3 separate regions of the Mus musculus genome follow, and all the other regions are linked to region 3. A link is a contact called in public promoter capture Hi-C data. All regions are on one chromosome and are shown on one strand. Each heading gives the region's core, a stretch centred on a gene start, on an enhancer-like site or on the middle of the called end of the contact. The rest is flanking DNA. Distances are from core to core; before and after follow the strand shown.

Region 1 (3,321 bases), core at 722-3,221, 2.0 Mb before region 3:
GAGCAGTGGTAGCTGTGGGGCTGCAGATGCCGCTCTGCCTCTCGCTAGCCTCCAGAAGAGGAGGAGTAAGGCAGGTAAGTGGGCTGGAAGTAGGTACTGAGGTAAGAGGAGACTGGGAGCTCTCTCCTGTCTTCTTTAGATGGGCCCAGTGCCAGGGAGGCAAGCCAAGAGAGGTATTAAAAAATCCACCTGTCAAAATCTTCATAGATCTTTTTGATGTGGGAAAACTTGGCTGGAGGGTGGAAACAGGCTGGCCGCTAACCTGTGGCCCTGAAATCAGCCCTGCTTGGGAATGGTGCAAGACAGGAGATGCCAGGGAAGGGCCACTAGTGGACAACCAACGATTGCCACACACCTGCCCAGCTGTTTCCCTTCCAGACCTCAGGGCCTTGGTGGCCACCCCTCTTTTGGTGGTTTGTTTGTTTTTTCTAAATGAGTTCTGGATCATCCAGGTTGGGATCAATAGTGGGGGAAATACACTTTTGTGCTTCTGCTGTGAGTAATAAGCCAAAAGACCCCATTTGGGCTCAGTTTATTAGCACAACCATGGGATTTGATTGTCTCCTTGTTTCAGTCTCCCTAGCATTAAAATGCTTATGCAGTAAGGTGGTCCCAGAGGGTGACGGAAGGCGGGACGACTTGGAGGAGGGTCTCAGGTGCTGCCAGGACTCTTAGTAGAATCTCAGTCTTAGCTGCCAACCCAGTGTCTGACAGGGCAGTCCAGTTCACAGCTGGATAGACAGCCTGAATCAGAGAGGACAGGAGCTCACCATTAGGATAGCTGCTTTAGATAAGGATGGTGAGGGGCAGCCTGCCACCTCCTGCCTCCTCCTGCCTGTTTGGGGGATTTTCAGTACTAGTCTCCACCTGAGGTTCTCTTAGCAATATGCAATGGGGAGGGTGGGCATCTGATGAACTCAAGGAGACTGGGTAGGCTTGGAGAAGTGGCTCTAGTCGGGCAGAAGCATAGCCTAGGGCTGAGCTCTCTAACCAGTAGCCCCGACAGGTGTCTGAGTCCGAATAACTGGGAGCATTAGGGAGGAGTGGAGTGGAAAGGTACAAAAGACTTGAACCTAGGTTTCTCAGTCTTCTTCTGGGATCGAACCCACCCCTTACCTGGTCTCCTTTATCCACCTTGCAGATCGCACCCTACCAGCCGGTCTGGGGTTTTCTTGACCGTTGCTGGAGGCCCGCCCGTCTTGTCCCGTCCATGGCCCTGCTGGGCGAACTCACCACGGTTCTGGCAGCAAAGGCTAACATCGTCCCAGTCTGTTTGCGGACACTTGGTCCGCTCCGCCCCTCGCGCTGGGTAAAGACTGCGCCACTGCTGGGGTGCTGGGGTCAGTGGGTTCGCGGCTCCGGTTCTAGGTTCAAGGTCGCCGAGTCACTGCCGCTAGCCAGTAGAGGCGGCCCCGCGGCCACCGGGCCCGGCGGGCTGCCGGTGGGGCAGGACTCACGGGGCGGAGCTTTGGTGGCTCGCAGTCCCCGGCCGCTCGCCCCGATCTCGGGGTGGGCCCAAGCCGGGGAGTGGCCGCAGAGGGCGGGGCTTGCGGAGACGGACCTCTAGCTCAGCTGTTAGCAGCCCGGCGCTGGGCTCCCGTCACGGGGTCACAACGGTAGGCGCTGTCCCGCTCGTGCTCTCCGCCTCCGAAAGCCACCTTAGCTGTCGAGGCGGTCACGTGCGTTCAAGTCTGACTGGTGTCCTTGAACGTCACTCTAGGAATGGCAGGAGAACACAACTGTTGACTGGGGACTGTCTCAGATTGCTTGGGTGGAGGCATGCACAAAGAAGATGACAGGTGGCCTTGCTCCGCAAGAATACTGCTGCCATACCTATTCCCTCCATCACCCCTCACCAAAACAAACAAACAAACAAACAAACAAGCAAACAGAACCCGACGCCCCGCACAAACATGGCTGCCAGCGCCGCAGTTGGCTTGCAGGCGGCAGCCGTTAGTGCGCATGCTCCTCGGCGCCCCGCACCAAGATGGCCGCTGCCTCGGTCGGCGCGGCCGCCGCGAGACGGCCGTTGGTGGGCATGCTCCCTGAGTGCCTCGCACCGGCATGGCTGCCGCCTTCGCGCGAGTGACTGTAATTCTCGGCTTCCGGTCCTAGCCAGTCAGCGCTCATTTCCCTGCTGGAAGCTTGGCGGAGCCGGGGAGAGCTGCGGGGTGAACATTGAGAGGGACCGGCGAGCATCCGCTCCGGCTCCTCACGGAGAAGATGGCCGAGGGCGAGCGGCAGCCGCCGCCAGGTAGGGCGGTTGGAGGGCCCGGGCGTGCGGGTGGGAAAGGGGTGTGGCTCGGGGGGTCTCCCGAGTCTGAGGAGCTCTGGGGACGGAGGAGGCAGGGCTGACGGCCTGGGCTGCAGGCGGGTGGCGGTGAGGGCGACCCGGCCAGGGCGGGCGGGCAGAGCGCGGTCAGGGGAAAGGCTCTGGACCTGGGGGCAGAGTTGCCTGGGGTCGGGGCGAGAGGGATCCAGGAGGCTGCGTTCTTTATGAGACTCCGCTCGGGTGGACCTGGGCCTCGCTCGGACGCCAGGCTCCTTCATGCATGTCCTGCCCACCCTGCATGTCTTCCCTCCCTCCGTCCCTCCTTCCGTCCTGCAGGCTTGGCTCTGGGGGTTTCAGTATCTGCAGAGTTAATTGAGAGAAACTGCCCACGGTGTCTAAACCACTAATTTTAAGAGGCTGTTTGTACAAAATGAGAGGGTTGGTGGCATCGTCGTCTGTAACTTTTATTTACACTGTGGCCTCGTTGTGGTCCATCTCAAGTAACTAGGGCAGAGACAGAGGCCAGATGCTCCAGTAGAGACCCCCTTTCCTGGAGGAGGAGAAAGCAGTTTGCTGACTCCGTGTAGTTAAGAAGGACTGGAAAATTCTTACAGAGTGGCTAGGTTGGCTAAACTCAGCTCGTACTTTGATAGTGTTTGATGTACCTTCCACCACACTTCCTTTTTTGTGGTCCCAAAGAAAGTCTCAGGAGGAAGAAAATTTGAAAATCAAAAGAAGCACCATTTTTGTGGCGCCCCCCCCCTAAATATATGAACACGTGGAATTCAAAACCAGACATTTATTTTAAGTTATACAAAATCTCTATGAATGTGTCGTTTTTGTTTGTTTTGTTTTTGTTTTTCGAGACAGGGTTTCTCTGTGAAGCTCTGGCTGTCCTGGAACTCACTCTGTAGACCAGGCTGGCCTCGAACTCAGAAATCCACCTGCCTCTGCCTCCCATGTGCTGGGAGTGCGCCACCACTGCCTGGCCTTATGGATGTGTCTTAATCGACTTTAGTGTTGACATCAAGACATAGATAGTAGCTAGC
Region 2 (3,506 bases), core at 705-3,204, 2.1 Mb before region 3:
TGGCCTTTTTTTTTTTTTTTTAAAAGACAAATTCCTGCATGGGCTGGAATCCCAATCTCCTACCTTTACCTCCCAGTTGCTACAATTTTAGGGTGTCCACCCAGCTAAATATTTTATATAATTAAAAAATAGCAAAAGCAAGTGTGTGTGGCGGACCATACCATTAGTCTCAGCACTTGGGAGGCAGTGGCAGGTGGATCTCAGTGAGTTTGAGATCTGCACAACATCTACATAATGAGTTCCAGGCCAGTCAAGTTTACACACTGAGACCCTGCCTCGGGGGGAAAAAGATTCCTTCATTATTTACTTACCCTCAGAGCTTTCTGTACCCTCAGCACCAGCTATTCCCTCAGAGACTCAGTGGCTCAGCCCCACCCACCTCCCCCACAAGAAGTCCAGCTTTTCTTCCTGCTGGAGACTCGCCCCAATAACTCCCACACATTTTCAGTTCTTCATCTTGTCACTTCCTTAGGGATGCTCTCTCTGTGTTTCTGGGACTCTGAAGAAGGGCAAGGCAGCCTGACCTTCCATGGGTGCCCTCTCTCTCAGAGAACTATTCTAGGAAGCTCATGACCACGTCTCACACCTCTTTCTTTCAAAGGCTAATAATGACTTTGCCTGAGAGAGAGAGCTAAGGGCAGGTGACTAGGAGGTGGGCCCAGCTGGATAAGTTCAGGCTGGGTAGGGAGACGGAAGACAAGCTGAACACCACTGGGGGATTCTGAGTCCCCAGCCTACTTAGAGTAACCTACAATTCTGGCTTCCACGGGCTGCCAGACTAAGCCACTGTAGCTAGTGACCTCAGAACATAGAATATGGAGGGCCAAGGCTCCAACCTAGACCTACTGGGTACCCCCAGGTCTAAGGCAGACCCGGAACCTGCTTTTATTTTTATTTTTTTACTGTACATGCTCTGGGCCTTAGTCAGAGGTCAGAGAACCGTTGCATACTGGCAGAGGCAGACAAGGAAATAATTACAGTCAAGTGTAGCCAGAGATGAGGTAGGCAAAGGAGGTGCAATTGTGGGAGACCACTGGAACTCCCCCACCCCCTTTCTGAGGTAGCCCAGACTGGCTTCCAACTCACAGAGATCCCCCTGCTTCTGTGGAGGCCCTTCTCTTAATTTTCAGAACCTGAAGCTATGAACTGACAAGTCAGCCTGGGCCAGGCAAATGGGGCAGGAGTGTGTGTGCCCATTCCTTGCAGAGAAATTTGAGGAATTGGAATCTGGCCTAGACAGTAAGTAGGTCTGTCTGGAGAGAGTTGGTTCAGAAAGGGGACGTGGGTGGGAGGTGTGGCTGTTTCTTCAAGAATGTTTCTTCAAGAATGGGGAAACAGAGAAGGGTAGATGGAACATCTGGATTATACTGAAAATGGTCCCAAGTGGCCTCACTACGCTACGGCGTAATTGAAACGTATAGCATCCCATCTAAGATATCTACAATATGTGCTACATCCCAGAAGTGAGGACCAATAATTTTTTTTTAACAGAAAAGTTCCTTTGCGGAACTGCACCTCTTGTCTGTCAGTAAAGGGCAATAAAAAACTGCACTAGGTCTTTGACTTCAGTTTACATTTATGGACAGGAAGCCAGAACCTGGAGGACGAGGCAGAATGATGCTGGGGCAAGCCTAGCCTTCATAGTGAGGAACACATTTTTGTTTTCCAAATGGGTCGGTTGAGACCCGGTGGTGCTGAGGCTGCTCCTCCACTGCGCTCTGGGTTCTCAGGAGCTTTAACTCTGGGCGCAGGTGCCAGCCTAACCAAAGCTCCCACCAAAGTACAACACGCCCCCCGAGATAGCGCCTGATTGGCTCGCCCTTCCCACACGCCGAGCTAAGCTTACCTTTTGATTGGCTGTTCTGCGCTCTGTCCTGCGCTGCGAGTGCTCCATTCTCTTGATTGGTTAGTCAACTACCTGAACTCGCACGGGATTGGACACTGGCAAAGCTGCGCGAGTCCCCGCTCTCTGATTCGCCGCACGGGCCAGCCTCACGACCTGCACACTGAATGGCTGCGCCACTACCTGCAATCGGCCTCGGATTGGGTGCGTGGCGTCTCCCCGGCGTGATAGGTCAGGACCACCGCCCCCCTTGCTCCCCATTGGCTGCTCTGCGAAGCCCGGTCTCCGGGTAAGATGGCAGCGGACGGACAGTGCTCGCTCCCCGCTTCATGGCGGCCAGTGACCCTCACCCACGTCGAATACCCTGCAGGTAAGAGCCTGCCCCGGCTCCGAGGACGTTCTCCTCGAGCTGCCGCCACAGCCCCGGGCGTTCCGGGCCGCGCGGACCGCCTTCGGGGCGCCTTGGAACCGCGGTGGGAACTGTCAAACAGCGAGCCTTGGAGGGGCTCGGCCGGCGCGCGCGCCGCGCAGGCGCAGTGAGGCGGCGATGAGCAGGGAGAAATTGCGAGCGGCTCGCTCGTGTGCTCTGCGGCTGCGCGGCCGAGTCGCTCTCCGGGGTCCCGGGGTGCTGGTGGGCTGTCCTGGGCCGGGGGAGGGTCTGGATAGGGCGGGCGAGGATCTGGGCCTGGACTTTGTCCCTTGTGCCCCGCCCTCCCCCGAGCCAGAGAGGCCGCACTCCTGCTCGGCTGTGCAGGGAGTGACAGTTTCCTTCACTACGCTGCGGGCTGCTCACTGGAGAAAGCTCCCAGTTGCAGGGAGTGTGCAAACCCAGGCCAGGTTTGGGAGAATTTGCGGCGCCACGCCCTGAGCAGCGCGGCAGAGGCCAGCCGCCAAGGGGGCATGCAGCCCCTGGGAGCCTGACTTGTAAGAGCTTCCATCTGACACGCCTCTGGGAGTGCCCGCCTCTCTGGTGGGAAGGTCCATTAGCCATGGTTCTGAAGTTCCGGCTCGGCTCCATAGAGTGGAGCGGAGCGGAGCTTAGGCCTTGGGGTGAGACGTTTCCGGGCTCCAGGGTAGGCACCACCCCTCCAGTCACTTCATCTTAAGTGGCTCCAAGTACAGTGTCTCCTTTCTGTAATGGTGTGTGACTCAAATGACCACAGGCCTAAGAGGTGCTGGGCACAGAGCCTGGCCCACAGTGGACACCCAGTAAATACCTGTAGTTTATCTCTCTAGCTTGCCAGCACCCTCCCTGGATAAATGTTTGTTGCTGAGCAGCCGGGGCCCCCTTGCTGGCCTCTGGTTGTCCAGGAAGGGCCTGTCCTCTTGGGTAGAGGGCCTGAGAACTTGGGTCTGCTGAGAACACAGGGCCACAGGCCAGGAGAACTTTGCCTCTGGGTGTTCTGGGTTATACTTAAGGTGTGGCAGTCCAGGGATGGGCCCTATCAAAGTGCCTGTTCATTACCCAACCACCCATCCATCCATTCATTCTGCATTCCCTTAGCATAGCATCTCCCGGGTGCAAGGCCCTGGGCCAGCTCGGGGTTTGGAATGATGAAGTCCCTGCACTCTTGTTCTATGGAAAGTCTCTGCCCCTGAGGAGGGAAAACAGGCCTGGTGAAGGGGAGAGACCTGACTGGGGTCTCCACAGCTTCCCGACTCT
Region 3 (3,571 bases), core at 530-3,029:
TACCTTGGATGTTGATCCAAGATTATCTTGGACATGACACTTTATGTGGCCACCTAAGTAACAAACTGGCATAATTCACTGCCACCTTACCAGGTTTTCTTCATATTTGGCTATGAAATTCGTAATTACTGTACATACAAATGAACCAAATACTAATTTTGGCCACAAACTGGTTATCAGGCAAACTGCTCATTAGAATCACCCCAGATTGTAAGCCAGTCTATGCCACAATAATGAAACACTTGGTAAAGGGAAGCCACAGTTAAAGTCAAACTGAAAAACCAACATGAAACAGAAAGGGAAGAAAAAGCCACTGCTCAGGGCTTCTTGTGCAGGAAGGATAGTAGTTCTGTTTCTTGCAGACCCAGAAATGGCCATTTCTCCACCCCTGTCTCCCAGTCTTGGCCCATCCCTTTCCAGCCAACAAATATCCTTAGATGTATCTAACTTTCATTTTTTGAAAAAAGTTCCAATTGAGCGATGGTGGCAAAGGCCTTTAATCCCGGCGCACTCAGGAGGCAGAGGCAGGTGGATCTCTGATTCCGAGGCCAGCCTGGTCTACAGAGGGCGTTCCAGGGCAGCCAGGACTACATTGAGAAACACTGTCTAGAAAAAAAAAATCCCCAAAACCAACCGAACAAACAAAAAAAGAATCTTTCTTCAGATTCTTTAACATATTCGCACTCCAATTCGACAAAGGGATCATGACCCAGTGTTCTGAAACAGCAGTGGGGGGCTGGGTCTAAGCCATGAGAAAGAACTGTTCAGTCTTCATCACCCACATCCACACTGATCTGCCTAGAACCCCAGTTCCCATTTTTTTCTTCCCCAACACCCACATGTCTCTGTGAGCAACCAGATTAGAGGCACCGGTGGCATGGAAACGAGAGTGGGGGGAGAAGAGCGAGCGAGCGAGAGACAGACAGACAGACAAGGGGTGCCAATGAGAATGGGTGGATAGGAACCTAGGTGTTGAGGGAGGATGGGCACCAACTTGGCCTTGAGGTCCGTAGGGCAATCTTGAGATCTATCTGTCCTTCTATCTAGAGGGAAGTAGAGGGGGCTTTCTGTCCATCAAAGAGACCCAAGGGTGCCCATCTGTAGCCACGACGAGCTTTTCTCACGGCCCCATCTCCCACCTGAGGAGCCCCACACTAACAAGGTGTGAATTTCCTTTCCATCTGTCAGTGGAGGGACACTATCCCCCCCAACACCAGGGGTTCCGCTCAGCTCTAGCAGCGTCCGTCGAAACCTGACAGGCTACAGAAAGCAGCCCGAGAAGTCCTGCGGTCCCGACCCGTCCCCTTGGCGTCGGTCTCTCTCCTCAAGACCTCCCGGATCCTCCCCGCCCGCGCGGACGGCGCACGCAGACTTACCCGGAGCTCGCCCTCCGTGCGGTGCAGTCCCAGGCGCCGCAGCCCCACCGCCAGGTCGTTGACACACAGGCCGCCGTCGCGGTTGACGTCGAGTGTCTGGAAGAGGCTCCACAGGCGTAGCTGGTGGTCCGGGCCGCCACAGACGGCGCCGCCGCACGGGTCCCCTACAGAAGCCGGCGACGAGGCGGACGACGAGGCGGTGGCGGCGGCGTCCGGCGGCGGGGAGGCCACGCAGCGGCACAACACACTGCTCACCATCGGGCGCGAGGCGGGGGCGCCGGACGCCGGGCTGAAGGCGGCAGGAGAGCGACCCGAGCGCGGAAGCACGCCGGCTTTCCTCAGACAGCGAGCGCGGGCTCCGAGAAGCCGGCCGACTGGAGGGAGGGGCCGCTTCCGGGAGCCCCGCCCCGCGGCGCGCAGAGGCGCTGACCGCGCCCTCTGGCGCACTGCCGACCAATCATAGGCCGGTATGTCGGCTCCGGGATCAATGAGGGGGCGGAGTCACCGTGCCAGCTCGAAGGCGATTCAAACTGAGGGAGCCGGGGATTGGCTGAAGCTGGGTAATAGGCAAGCAGAAAGCCTTGTGTCCAATTCCCATTCAGAAGCTCTATTTAGACTGCGGAATGATGAGGCTGAGAGGAGCGTTGTGTAAGGAGAGATCGTAGCTAACAGTGGAAATGAAATGTATATGAGGGTAACTGTGGACTGAAGTTAGAAAACACAGCACCATTGAATAAAATGAAAATTTAACGGGCTGACGACTCGAAACCGAGAACACGAATCAAAATCAGGAGGCTAAGCTTTAGGAGTCTTCTAAACTGCCAATAAAACAACTGAATTTTACAACGTAATAGTCGCGACACGAACTGAACGACAGTCTGCTTTTCCAATGGAAGTGAATAATGTCCGTGTGGGCGGACATCCTGAAGCGACAGACAAGACTTTAGACCAATGACCAGGCCAGTTCTAGCAAAGAGGTGTGTCCTCTAGGAGGAATGGCAGGCCTGGAGAGCCAGTGATCGGCCAGATATTTGAGCCACGCCAAACCTGGAGGGCGGGGCTTCTCAGGGATGTGCCGAGGGGCGGGAAGAAGGGAAGTGGGCGGATCTCCGCACACCCCAGCGGAAGAGGCAGATTCAGGAAGCCATTACGCAGCTGGCTGGCGGCGGTCGGGCCGGTCAGGGCTGGGCCCTACGCACTTTGCGTAGCGAGGGGGGTTACTTAAGGCCTGGTACTTGGCCTTGAACAAGCCCTGCCTGTCCCCCTAAAGGGGGTGGGAGTGAAAGAGAGGCGAGGCTGAGGAAGAAGAGAAGAGAAATTGGGGCTGTTAAGAGCATTATAATTTCTTTAAAAAGAGAGGAAAGGGGAGGCCATGGCTGTCCCAGCCAAGAAGAGGAAGATGAACTTTTCAGAGCGGGAAGTGGAGATCATCGTGGAGGAACTGGAACTGAAGAAGCACCTGCTGGTGAACCACTTCAATGCTGGGGTCCCTCTGGCTGCCAAGAGTGCAGCCTGGCATGGCATCCTGAGAAGGGTCAACGCTGTGGCCACCTGCCGTAGGGAGCTGCCCGAAGTCAAGAAGAAGTGGTCCGACCTCAAGACCGAGGTCCGTCGCAAGGTTGCCCAAGTCCGAGCTGCTGTAGAAGGTGGCGAAGCTCCAGGGCCCACAGAAGATGATGGAGCTGGTGGGCCTGGGACAGGCAGTGGCAGTGGTGGCAGTGGCACAGCCATAGCTCCTGTACTGCTGACCCCTATGCAACAGAGGATCTGCAACCTGTTGGGTGAGGCCACCATCATCAGCCTACCCAGTACCACAGAGATCCATCCCGTGGCCCTCGGATCCACGGCCACTACAGCCGCAGCCACCGTCACCCTGACACAGAGTGAGTGAGCTCTCCTGCTCAATTCAGCTGCATAAATGGGACGGGCCAGCAATACTGGGACAGCCTGGGGCAAATTGGCTGCCAAAGGTCAAAAGTCAGATGGCGATCTTGGAAAGACCATGAGGTCTTCCAAGAACTCCCCAGACTGATCTTGTTCTTTTAGGGTCTTCCTCAGCATGTGGCTAGCTGGATCTCCCACATGCTGACCTATGTAGTGTTGAAGGCAGAGATTGTCTGTAGCCCCTCGGGACTTAGGACCTCATATTAATAGGCAGCCAGGATATACTTGTTGAATGACTAACTAGGACTAAT

Evidence for each region. Promoter capture Hi-C pulls out the DNA fragments that hold promoters and counts their contacts.
Region 1: a promoter capture Hi-C map of pre-B cells shows a contact between it and region 3, with 4 times the contacts expected there. The contact joins the promoter of Ptpa here to the promoter of Slc25a25 in region 3. A contact is called at or near these places in 2 of 39 promoter capture datasets (liver and pre-B cells).
Region 2: a promoter capture Hi-C map of pre-B cells shows a contact between it and region 3, with 2.8 times the contacts expected there. The contact joins the promoter of Dolpp1 here to the promoter of Slc25a25 in region 3. A contact is called at or near these places in 2 of 39 promoter capture datasets (liver and pre-B cells), 1 of 115 datasets of contacts at active chromatin or transcription factors (astrocytes) and 1 of 9 other capture datasets (liver).

What each region holds. Positions count from the first base shown.
Region 1 is chr2:30,414,079-30,417,399 of GRCm38.p6, forward strand. It overlaps Ptpa (protein phosphatase 2 protein activator), which reads left to right and starts at 1,972. Exons shown (of 10, transcript NM_138748.5): 1 at 1,972-2,254. The coding sequence starts at 2,224. Crat (carnitine acetyltransferase) reads right to left here and starts at 1,670. Exons shown (of 14, transcript NM_007760.3): 1 at 1,234-1,670. The coding sequence starts at 1,260.
Region 2 is chr2:30,390,300-30,393,805 of GRCm38.p6, forward strand. Dolpp1 (dolichyl pyrophosphate phosphatase 1) reads left to right here and starts at 1,955. Exons shown (of 8, transcript NM_020329.4): 1 at 1,955-2,213. The coding sequence starts at 2,138.
Region 3 is chr2:32,449,691-32,453,261 of GRCm38.p6, forward strand. Slc25a25 (solute carrier family 25 (mitochondrial carrier, phosphate carrier), member 25) reads right to left here and starts at 1,780. Exons shown (of 10, transcript NM_001164357.1): 1 at 1,377-1,780. The coding sequence starts at 1,634. It overlaps Naif1 (nuclear apoptosis inducing factor 1), which reads left to right and starts at 767. Exons shown (of 2, transcript NM_194335.2): 1 at 767-3,259. The coding sequence starts at 2,749.